3 separate regions of the Mus musculus genome follow, and all the other regions are linked to region 2. Evidence: chromatin contacts called from public ChIA-PET and HiChIP or PLAC-seq data. All regions are on one chromosome and are shown on one strand. Each heading gives the region's core, a stretch centred on a gene start, on an enhancer-like site or on the middle of the called end of the contact. The rest is flanking DNA. Distances are from core to core; before and after follow the strand shown.

Region 1 (2,891 bases), core at 376-2,875, 340 kb before region 2:
CCTACTCCTCTGCTGTTTCCCTCTAGTAGTCATTATATGCACTTGGTGAGGATCAACTTTTATTGGTGCAAAGTTGCTGTTTTATACGTTCCTGTCCTGGAAGGTTCCTAGACTCTTTGGGACTTTATGTTGAAGAAACCAAATGGTCCAGAAATCTATCCTAGCAGTCTGTGAGGTGGTCCTGTAGGGTGTCTTCTGGCAGGAATGGTGCTGGAAGCAGGATTGCAATCAGGAGCAGTTTACTTGCTATGAACCTAGAGTTGCTTAGCCATGGCCACAGGATGACAGCTCGAGGTCTCACCAGTCTCAGGAACCTCATAGCAGCAAGCACCAACCTTCTTCTTCTTGTGATACTCTCAAGAGCAATGTAATCCATGATTTCTTTTTCCGTTTTAACAATGGGTGGCAGAAGACATAACAGATGATATTTAATGGATCTCTTTCAGCAAGTAGTTCTGAGCTAGCCTAGGCTAGCCTAGCAGCTGCAGTGTTAGTATCCCGTGTTCCTTGGTCTCCACTGTACTGTGCTCAGTAGAGCTTCTCATCTTTCCACCAGCCAGGTGTGTCTGCCATCTGTATAGTCTATATTACAGCATGGAAGAAAAGGGAGAGGTGGGGGAGGGCATTTTCCTAATAAGCCTGTGATAGTTAACCTTGGTCATCAGTCTGTTGATGAGGGACTTAGAGTCACCCAGAATACACCTCCAGGCATGTATATGAGAACATTTCAAGAGAGGTTGAATTGAGGTGAGAAACCCCACTTTGAATGTGGACTGCACTATGCCATGACTGGTTGAGACCCTGGACTGGTTGAATATGAGAATGTGAGCTGAGCATTCACCTCTCTGCTTCCTGACATGGTATCAGCTGCCTTGGTCCTTCTTGCTACCTTACCATCTACCGTGATGAACCATACCTTCAAACCACTAGCCGAACAAAGCCTTCAGGAATCCAAAGATAAAGCACTAATTTAGGCTGTCCCTCTATTCATGAGCAAGCAGATTTCCATGAAGCCACCACTGAGACCCAGGGATGTTCCTACTGCAAAAAGAAAAGTAACTAATAATGAGGATTTGCTTTATATCTGCAAAGAAATTCTAACCCCCAGATTTCTGCCTAAATTTATTTGTCCTCTATCCAATCTCGTTGCAGAACAGCCTAGACAGAGAAATGATCTAGCTTTTGGAACTTGAATTCTAGAGGAGGACAAAGGAAAGTTGGGGGCATGGATGAATTCTGAGTTCTAGATCCCTGCTCACACCGAGTTAGTATATCCTTAGGGTTACCTAATATAGGGTCACCTAATAGTCCAACTCCACTTAAATAATAGAGATACATGAAAGTGGGGGAGTAACTACAGCACCATGTACACGATGCTAAATAAATCCCTAATCCCTAAAATGTGAGGATGAGATAGAATGTTAAAAGCACAGGGATGGACATAGGTAAACTATTGGTGTGGTGGGCAGTGCGTTGTGTTCTTAAAATGAAAAACTGGCGGGGTCAGTTTAAGGACAATAGATGGACTCTAAGCTATGGGCTATGGGCAAGCAGAGCTGAGTGGCACATGCTAGATCTAAGGCAAAAGACGTGAGCCTGTGTGATCTCTAGTCACTCCTCTGTTCACAACATAAATATACCATCTCAACAGGAAATGGGATGGTGGTGCAGTCTAGGCCACAACAACCACAGAGTCTGTTTATGTTCAACCGAATTTCATGCCTCAAGTTATCACAAGCTGACTTCCGTTCTCAACCACGGCCTGGCCCATCTTTGCAGAGGTTTTAGCAACACAGTCAATCGATGCTTGTTAACTCCTGTATCACTTGCTTCCTTGAATTTAGCATCCTTTCTTCCAGAACTAGTTGCTTCCTCGGGTTCCCACTACGCCAGGTTGGGCAGCCTCTTATTTGGCCTGTCTTTTATTGGTATCGTTCTGACTTCCTCTCTACTGATGTGGACAGAGTCTTCTCTTGGCCTCTGGACCTTTTCTCTGTGTTTCTTGTTCATTTTGCATGGCCACATTCTCCTCTGTCCCAGTGATTCTGTAGCTCTAGCTTAGTTTTCTTACTTCTAACTCTGTCCCTTTATGTTTCTCTGTAGAGCTCATTACCACATGCTATAACTAGAATCTAATGTGTTCCCCACAGACTTATGCCTTGAATTCTTTGTCTCCAGCATGTGGCCTTATTTTGCACACTTGGCACCTTTAAGAGGTAGAGTCTGATTGATGTAAGACAGCAACTAGGGACAGAGCTTTGAGGATAATATTACTTGTGATTCTGGCTGTAGCCTCTGCTTCCTGCTCCATCAAGGTGTATGGATGCTGCTCATGGCCCCCATGAGTTCTACCATGACTTCCCCCACCATGATAACTTGAAATCCCTCTGAAAACACGAGCTAAAATAATCCCTTCTCCTTTCAGTTGTTGCTTTCAGGTATTTTGTAGCAGTGTTGAGAAATGTAAGGAATACATCACAATAAAAGAAACAGAATCTTCATTTCCCTACCCTTGAGCATCCTGAGTGTTAGGCATCAGCAGGGGCTGCGTACCAGTTTTATGGCTCCAGCATTTACTGAGTGTCATCTAATGAATAAAAGTCAATGTTTGTGAAATCAGTGCATGGATGGAGGTGTTAGGATTTATAATGCATGTAATTCTATAGGAGATACAACCAACACAGGACTAAGGAAGAGGACAGGGTCCAGGGTGGGCAGGACCAAGAAGGCTGCAGTGAGACAAACTCAGATAGACATTTATTACATATAATTTCATTATCCCAGCAGCTCATAAGATACATGCTATAGTATTGATGTCATGATATTAAAAGAAATGGACATGGAAAGAAATTTAGCCACTCAGCTAGTAAGTGAGATGTGCTAATAGAGAT
Region 2 (2,959 bases), core at 168-2,667:
ATCAAAGTAAATGAGCTAATACACACAAAGAATGAGAACAGGGCCTAGCACACAGCAAACAATGCTAACTGCTGTTCGCGGTACTAATCGAAGCAGAGCTCCTGAGCCAGCCATAGGGATTCATAGTGCATCCATCCTGCAGGCGGAGGGAATTAGTGGCCCCTCGTTTAGAATTCTTCCTTTTCTTTTTGCTGATGACTGCAGCCAGCTTCCTCGATGCATCTTGGCACCTTGCACAAAGTATAAATGAGAAATGACAACACCCATATTCTAGTCTACTGATTTAACTGAAGCTCTTTGAGGAAACAGAATGGAGAGGTTCCATTGACACATTGAAGGTTTGGAAACTGTTAGTAACGGCCTTAAAAACTGCTCCGTGCTTCTCTATAATCCTTTAACAAAGAATGAGTATATTTGCTACAATTTAACATTTTTTGGCTTTTAGAAAGAAAATTGGGGTGAAGAAAACAATCAGTTTTCTTTGCATCATTGATGCATTTCACAATTCTGCATTAACTACACTTGCACTCACCTCAGTTTGTAGAGACTTCATTGCAGAGTTGCTAGGCATTTTAACCCCCAGTAATGCCCAGCATAGGACACATGCCCATAAACAGTGCATTATTATTCTAGCATGAATAGAATCTCCCAGACTAAAGAGAGGCCCATTGGACACGCAAACTGTATATGCTCCAGTACAGGGGAACGCCAGGGCCAAAAATATGGGAATGGGTGGGTAGGGAAGTGGGGGGGGGGAGGGTATGGGGGACTTTTGGGATAGCATTGGAAATGTAATTGAGGAAAATATGTAATAAAAAATATTAAAAAAAAAAGAATCTCCCAGACTATGGTTCAGCCCCTAGCCTTTTGCACTGTCAAAAGCTGTATTTGGGACCTGGGGAGTTGTTTCAGTTACTAAGTATTTGTCACACAAGCAAGAGCACCTGCGTTCAGACTCCTGTGTAAAAAGCTGGGTGTGATAGTACACCTCACATCTCTGTAACCCCAGCACTGGGATAGGCATGTGGAAACAGGAGGATCCCTGGATCTGGCCAGCCAACTTAGTCAAATTGGGAAGAAACTTTGTCTTAAACAGAGTAGAGAGCAATTGAAGACATCCAGTGTTGATCTTTGGCCTGCACACAGCAGCATTCACATGTGCTTAGACCCACGTGCTCAAAAATACACCCTTCACACATAAATACTTATGTGTCCACCCCAAAAGCCATAGTCTACAAACATTTTCCCCTTTATGATAACAGAGTTGTACACAGAGTGTCCCCATGTGTGAACAGCACAGCTCCTTCCTTCTGCCTCTCAGCCTTCTTCCAAAAGCCACAGAGCTTCTCTGTCTGAAGCCTGGTAATTAAAAGCTCCCTTCCTGGTTAGAACAAAGCAGAGAAGCAGAAGAGGTTTTGTGTGTGTGAGCCACAGTGGGTTTGACTCTTTGATCAGGGCGCGCCTCCTTGCTCATTTCCTGAGCAGATGAGTCATGTTTCCTGGAACAGTCCTTTAGAGGAAGTGGGCTTCCACAACGTTAGCTGTCTGCTAATAGCCCTGCTTACAGTAGAGCACCTGCCACTCACAAGTGAGTTTAAGTGCATTCTATAGGCCAGACATTTAGTTTTGTCTCCATACCAGCTGGGAGAATATAGCTTTCTACTAGGATAATCCACATTCAGAATTTTGAAAAGTATAGCAATGAAGCTGATCTCTCTTACGTCATTAAGCAGTCCAAGATGCATCTTAGACAAGATGTTGACTCCAAAATTGTCTGGGTAAAATGTGATTTTTTTGTTTTGTTTTGTTTTTCCAGACAGGGTTTCTCTGTGTAGCCCTGGCTGTGTTCTGGAACTCACTCTGTAGACCATGCTGGCCTTGAACTCAGAAATCCTCCTGTCTCTGCCTCCTAAGTGCTGGGATTAAAGGTGTGTGCCACCACTTCCCGGCGATTTTTTTTAAATTATAAAAATATATGAATTCTTTATTTTTTAGGCGATCAAAATTCTTTTCAGACAGAGAGTGGTGGTACACACACACACACACACACACACACACACACACACACATCACAGCACTTTAGAGGTTGAGGCAGGAGGATCCATTTACAATCAGACTGGCTACCTAAGACCCCTGTCTTTGGGAGAAGAAAAGAAAATCGTTGCCCTTTTCTGACCATCCTCACGATGAAGAATTTTCAACTGACTAGTTTGCTATATAAAATGATGCAGAGCTGCAGCCTTCAAACAACCAGCCTTTGGTTCAAAAGAGCTCTGGTCTCTGCTCCTCATAGCCTCTCGAACTTGAAGCATAGGATTCAGATGAATAAGAACAAAACCTACCACAATTTCCCAAACTACCGTTAAGCCACTTAAAAATCCCTTTACATGCACAAAGTTTGACATTATTTCCCACAACTTTCCACCTCTCTTCCTCCCATACTTAAGCCCAAAGCAGAAAAGTCCAGAGGCATCTACTATCAATGCTTGTGAGTACACTGCACAGGGAGGACCATGGGTGCAGGCACACTGCAAAGAGAGGACCATGGGTACAGGCACACTGCACAGGGAGGACCATGGGTACAGGCACACTGCAAAGGGAGGACCATGGGTGCATGCAGACTGCACAGGGAGGATCATGCATACAGGCACACTGCACTGGTAGGAAATGCTGGTCACAAGGTTAAGTTTTAAATATCATAAATCTTAGTTAGGAATTCTGGTTTAACTTTTTAAATGGGGAAGATTTCCAATTGCAGCATTAGAGACATTATATACCCACATGCATACACACATGCATGCATACATACATGCATACATACATACATGCATACATACAAACATACATATATTAGCTTTTAAAGTTGGCTTGCAGAATAATCACTGCATTTTCATATCTATTTGATCTATATTGGGGGCCACTGTTCACAGCTCCCTTCTGCTTCCTTTTTATACATTAA
Region 3 (2,760 bases), core at 25-2,524, 310 kb before region 2:
GAGTCTTATGTGTGGCAATTTTCTTTCTCTGTCTCTGTCTCTCTCTCTTGTGTGTATGTGTGTGTGTGTGTGTGTATCTGTCTGTCTGTCTGTATCTCTCTCTGTGTGTGTCTATCTGCCTCTCTATATCTTGATGACATGTCTCTGTCTCTGTGTGTATGTCTATGTGTTTCTCTCCATTTCTGTCTGTCTGTGTCTCTGTCTCTCTCTATGTGTCTGTCTGTCTCTCTGTCTGTGTGTGTGTCTGTCTCTCTATGTGTCTCTGTCTGTGTGTCTGTCTATTTATCTCTCTGTGTGTCTATCTCTGTGTGTCTGCCTGTCTGTCTGTCAGTGTCTTTCTCTCTGTATGTATATTTATATATGTCTGTGTGTGTGTGCATGTATGTTGTATATGCTTATTAATGATGTTGGGTGGACATATGTGTACATGCAGGTGCTTGTCCACGAAGACCAGAGGTTCATGTTGAATGTCTGTAAATCCCTTTCCATTTTCAGTCCTAGACAAAGTCTTTCACTGAGCCTGAAGCTCATCAAAGTTGCTAGCCAATTTGGTCACCGTGCTTCAAGGATGTCTGTTTCCTCCTCTCCTTGCAACTGGGTCCAAATATCCAACACCCCTCTTGCCTTTTAGGGGATTCTGGGGACCAACCACATTGTGGTCTTCATGCTTATACAATGGACACTTTACCTTCATCCCCCAACTCCAAGATTCTTTATTCTCAGTTTAAAACCTTGATCTCCAAGGTGAGAAGTGTCTTATTTTTAGTTCTGTTTCTGGTGTCTGTACATGAATTAGACCCTCTTAATTCCATAAATATTTATGGAATGAGAAAGTGAAGTCATTTATTTCTTAAGTTTGTAAAATGCTTTCTATTCCATAAAATCTATAAGTATTAAAAATCGTCATCAGTCAGTCCCTAAGTTTTAACTCTTTTGATGCCAGTATTTCTTTATGTGACTCCTTCTGTTGTTTTGGGCTTATGCTTTCTCTGGGGTAGATTTTCTAACTGATTTTTTGTCCCTGACTGCCTTCCCAGGTGTCTTCACTATAATCCTTTTCACTAGGATTTCCCTCCCTACTCAACAGCAATATTAAACTGTATTAAAAATACAAGCTTATCATTGTTAGTCTGCACATTTCTCATTATGGCACACTTACTATTTACAGTTTTTGCTTGTATGTTTAGAAAAATAGTTGTATGGGTATCCGAGTTGTCTGGTGTGATCTTCACTGCTTCAGACAAATGATGTCACTTACCTCAGAGCAGCTGCTTCAAAGGCGCTGGTGGGGCGGAGTCTTACTTGTCCCTTCCTTTCGTTTCTCTGCCTCTTGTGGTTAGTCAGGTTTTATTTGCTAAAACCAATACCAAAGACGAATCAGCTTATGAAGAAAAAGGTACTTTCTGGGGCTAGAATCTTAGATGCTTTTGTATATGATCAGACAGATAGGAAGCTCTTAGGTCTCTGGTGGGAAGGCAGCACCCACATGGCTAGAATGCAAACCCAAGATAATCCCACAATCCTCTTCAAAGGTTCACCTCCAGCAACTGAAACCTTCTTGCCAGGCCTTACCTCAGAGTTTCCACCATCTCTCAACGGGGCAAATGGGAGCAAGCCCTTTACATATGACTTCTGAGGGACATTTTTAACACCCAAATGCTAGCAATTTTTGAACAATCTCCTCTTTTTGGCTTCAGGACTTCATTCCCAAATTAGAGTTGTGATATTTAGTCTCCACTGTTCAGTCAGGATGATGAACTGCCCTAGTGAAATCTCTTAGAACTCAAGGCCTTGAATCAAGACTTGTCCTGCATACATCCTCCTTCCTCATGGGATAATTCCCTCAGGCATATTCCATTCTGAGTATTGACTCAGTGGTTCTGAGAGTCATCTCTAACAGTTAATGCCCTGGAAAGACAAAGTGAAAGCCTGTATTTTACACACTATACAGAGACTTCAGCCATACTCATACTCTGCTGACTACTTTGAGGCAGTAGACTGTGACTGCTGCTGCTGTGGCCTCAGTGTTTGGGATATGGTGTCTGTATGGGCAGCTGTTTTCAGTCAAAACTTGAGGCTATGGAAAGAGAATACTGTCAGTTGAGGTCAGCTAAGCATCTTTACTCCATATATATTTAATAACTTTACCATTTTGATCATCCTATTAATTATAGGCCTTGTCTTAGTTAGGTTTCTATTGCTGCAATGACACACCATGACCACAAACAAGTTGGGGACAAAAGAGTTTATTTGGTTTATACTTCCAAGTCACTGTTCATTTTTTGAAGGAAGTCAGGACAGAAACTCAAATAGGAAAGGAACCTGGAGGCAGAAGCTGATGCAGAAGCCATGGAAGGGTGCTTCTTACTGACTTGCTCTCCATGGCTTGCTCAGTCTGCTTTCTTATAGAACCCAGGATGACAAATTGAGAGATGGCACCATCTACAATGAGCTGGACCCTCTCTTTTCAATCACTAGCTAAGAAAATGCTTGCCTCTGGAGCTTGTGTCTCTAGCTGCGTATGAATCTAGTTGGCCATCAGTGGAAAGAGGGGCCCATTGGTTGTGCAAACTTTATATGCCTCAGTACAGGGGAACGCCAGGGCCAAGAAGTGGGAGTGGGAGGATGGGGGAGTGGGTGGGGGAGCGTGTGGGGGACTTTTGGGATAGCATTGGAAATGTAAATGAAATAAATACCCAATAAAAAACTTAAAAAAAAAAAAAGAAAATGCTTGCCTGCAGCCCGATATTATGGAGGCAT

The links. ChIA-PET counts read pairs in DNA pulled down with a chosen protein or histone mark. HiChIP or PLAC-seq counts read pairs in DNA pulled down with a chosen protein or histone mark.
Region 1: a contact with region 2 is called in an H3K27ac HiChIP or PLAC-seq map of thymic regulatory T cells, with 2.5 times the contacts expected there. The contact joins two enhancer-like sites. A contact is called at or near these places in 1 of 484 Hi-C or Micro-C datasets (natural killer cells) and 1 of 115 datasets of contacts at active chromatin or transcription factors (thymic regulatory T cells).
Region 3: an RNA polymerase II ChIA-PET map of memory CD8 T cells shows a contact between it and region 2, with 25 read pairs. The contact joins two enhancer-like sites. A contact is called at or near these places in 1 of 484 Hi-C or Micro-C datasets (CD4 T cells) and 2 of 115 datasets of contacts at active chromatin or transcription factors (memory CD8 T cells and pancreatic cancer cells).

Annotation. Positions count from the first base shown.
Region 1 is chr2:13,756,420-13,759,310 of GRCm38.p6, reverse strand. All of the region lies in intron 2 of St8sia6 (ST8 alpha-N-acetyl-neuraminide alpha-2,8-sialyltransferase 6), which reads left to right. Among named protein-coding and RNA genes, the nearest start is that of St8sia6, 36 kb to the left of the region's middle. Within about 2 kb of position 1,625, at least 38 of the 459 cell types and tissues checked have an H3K27ac peak or open chromatin away from gene starts, as enhancers often do. A contact at or near this core is called in thymic regulatory T cells, where this site is marked.
Region 2 is chr2:13,412,214-13,415,172 of GRCm38.p6, reverse strand. The region is part of intron 27 of Cubn (cubilin (intrinsic factor-cobalamin receptor)); the gene reads left to right. Among named protein-coding and RNA genes, the nearest start is that of Cubn, 78 kb to the left of the region's middle. Within about 2 kb of position 1,417, at least 226 of the 459 cell types and tissues checked have an H3K27ac peak or open chromatin away from gene starts, as enhancers often do. A contact at or near this core is called in memory CD8 T cells and thymic regulatory T cells, where this site is marked.
Region 3 is chr2:13,717,550-13,720,309 of GRCm38.p6, reverse strand. All of the region lies in intron 3 of St8sia6 (ST8 alpha-N-acetyl-neuraminide alpha-2,8-sialyltransferase 6), which reads left to right. Among named protein-coding and RNA genes, the nearest start is that of St8sia6, 75 kb to the left of the region's middle. Within about 2 kb of position 1,274, at least 32 of the 459 cell types and tissues checked have an H3K27ac peak or open chromatin away from gene starts, as enhancers often do. A contact at or near this core is called in memory CD8 T cells, where this site is marked.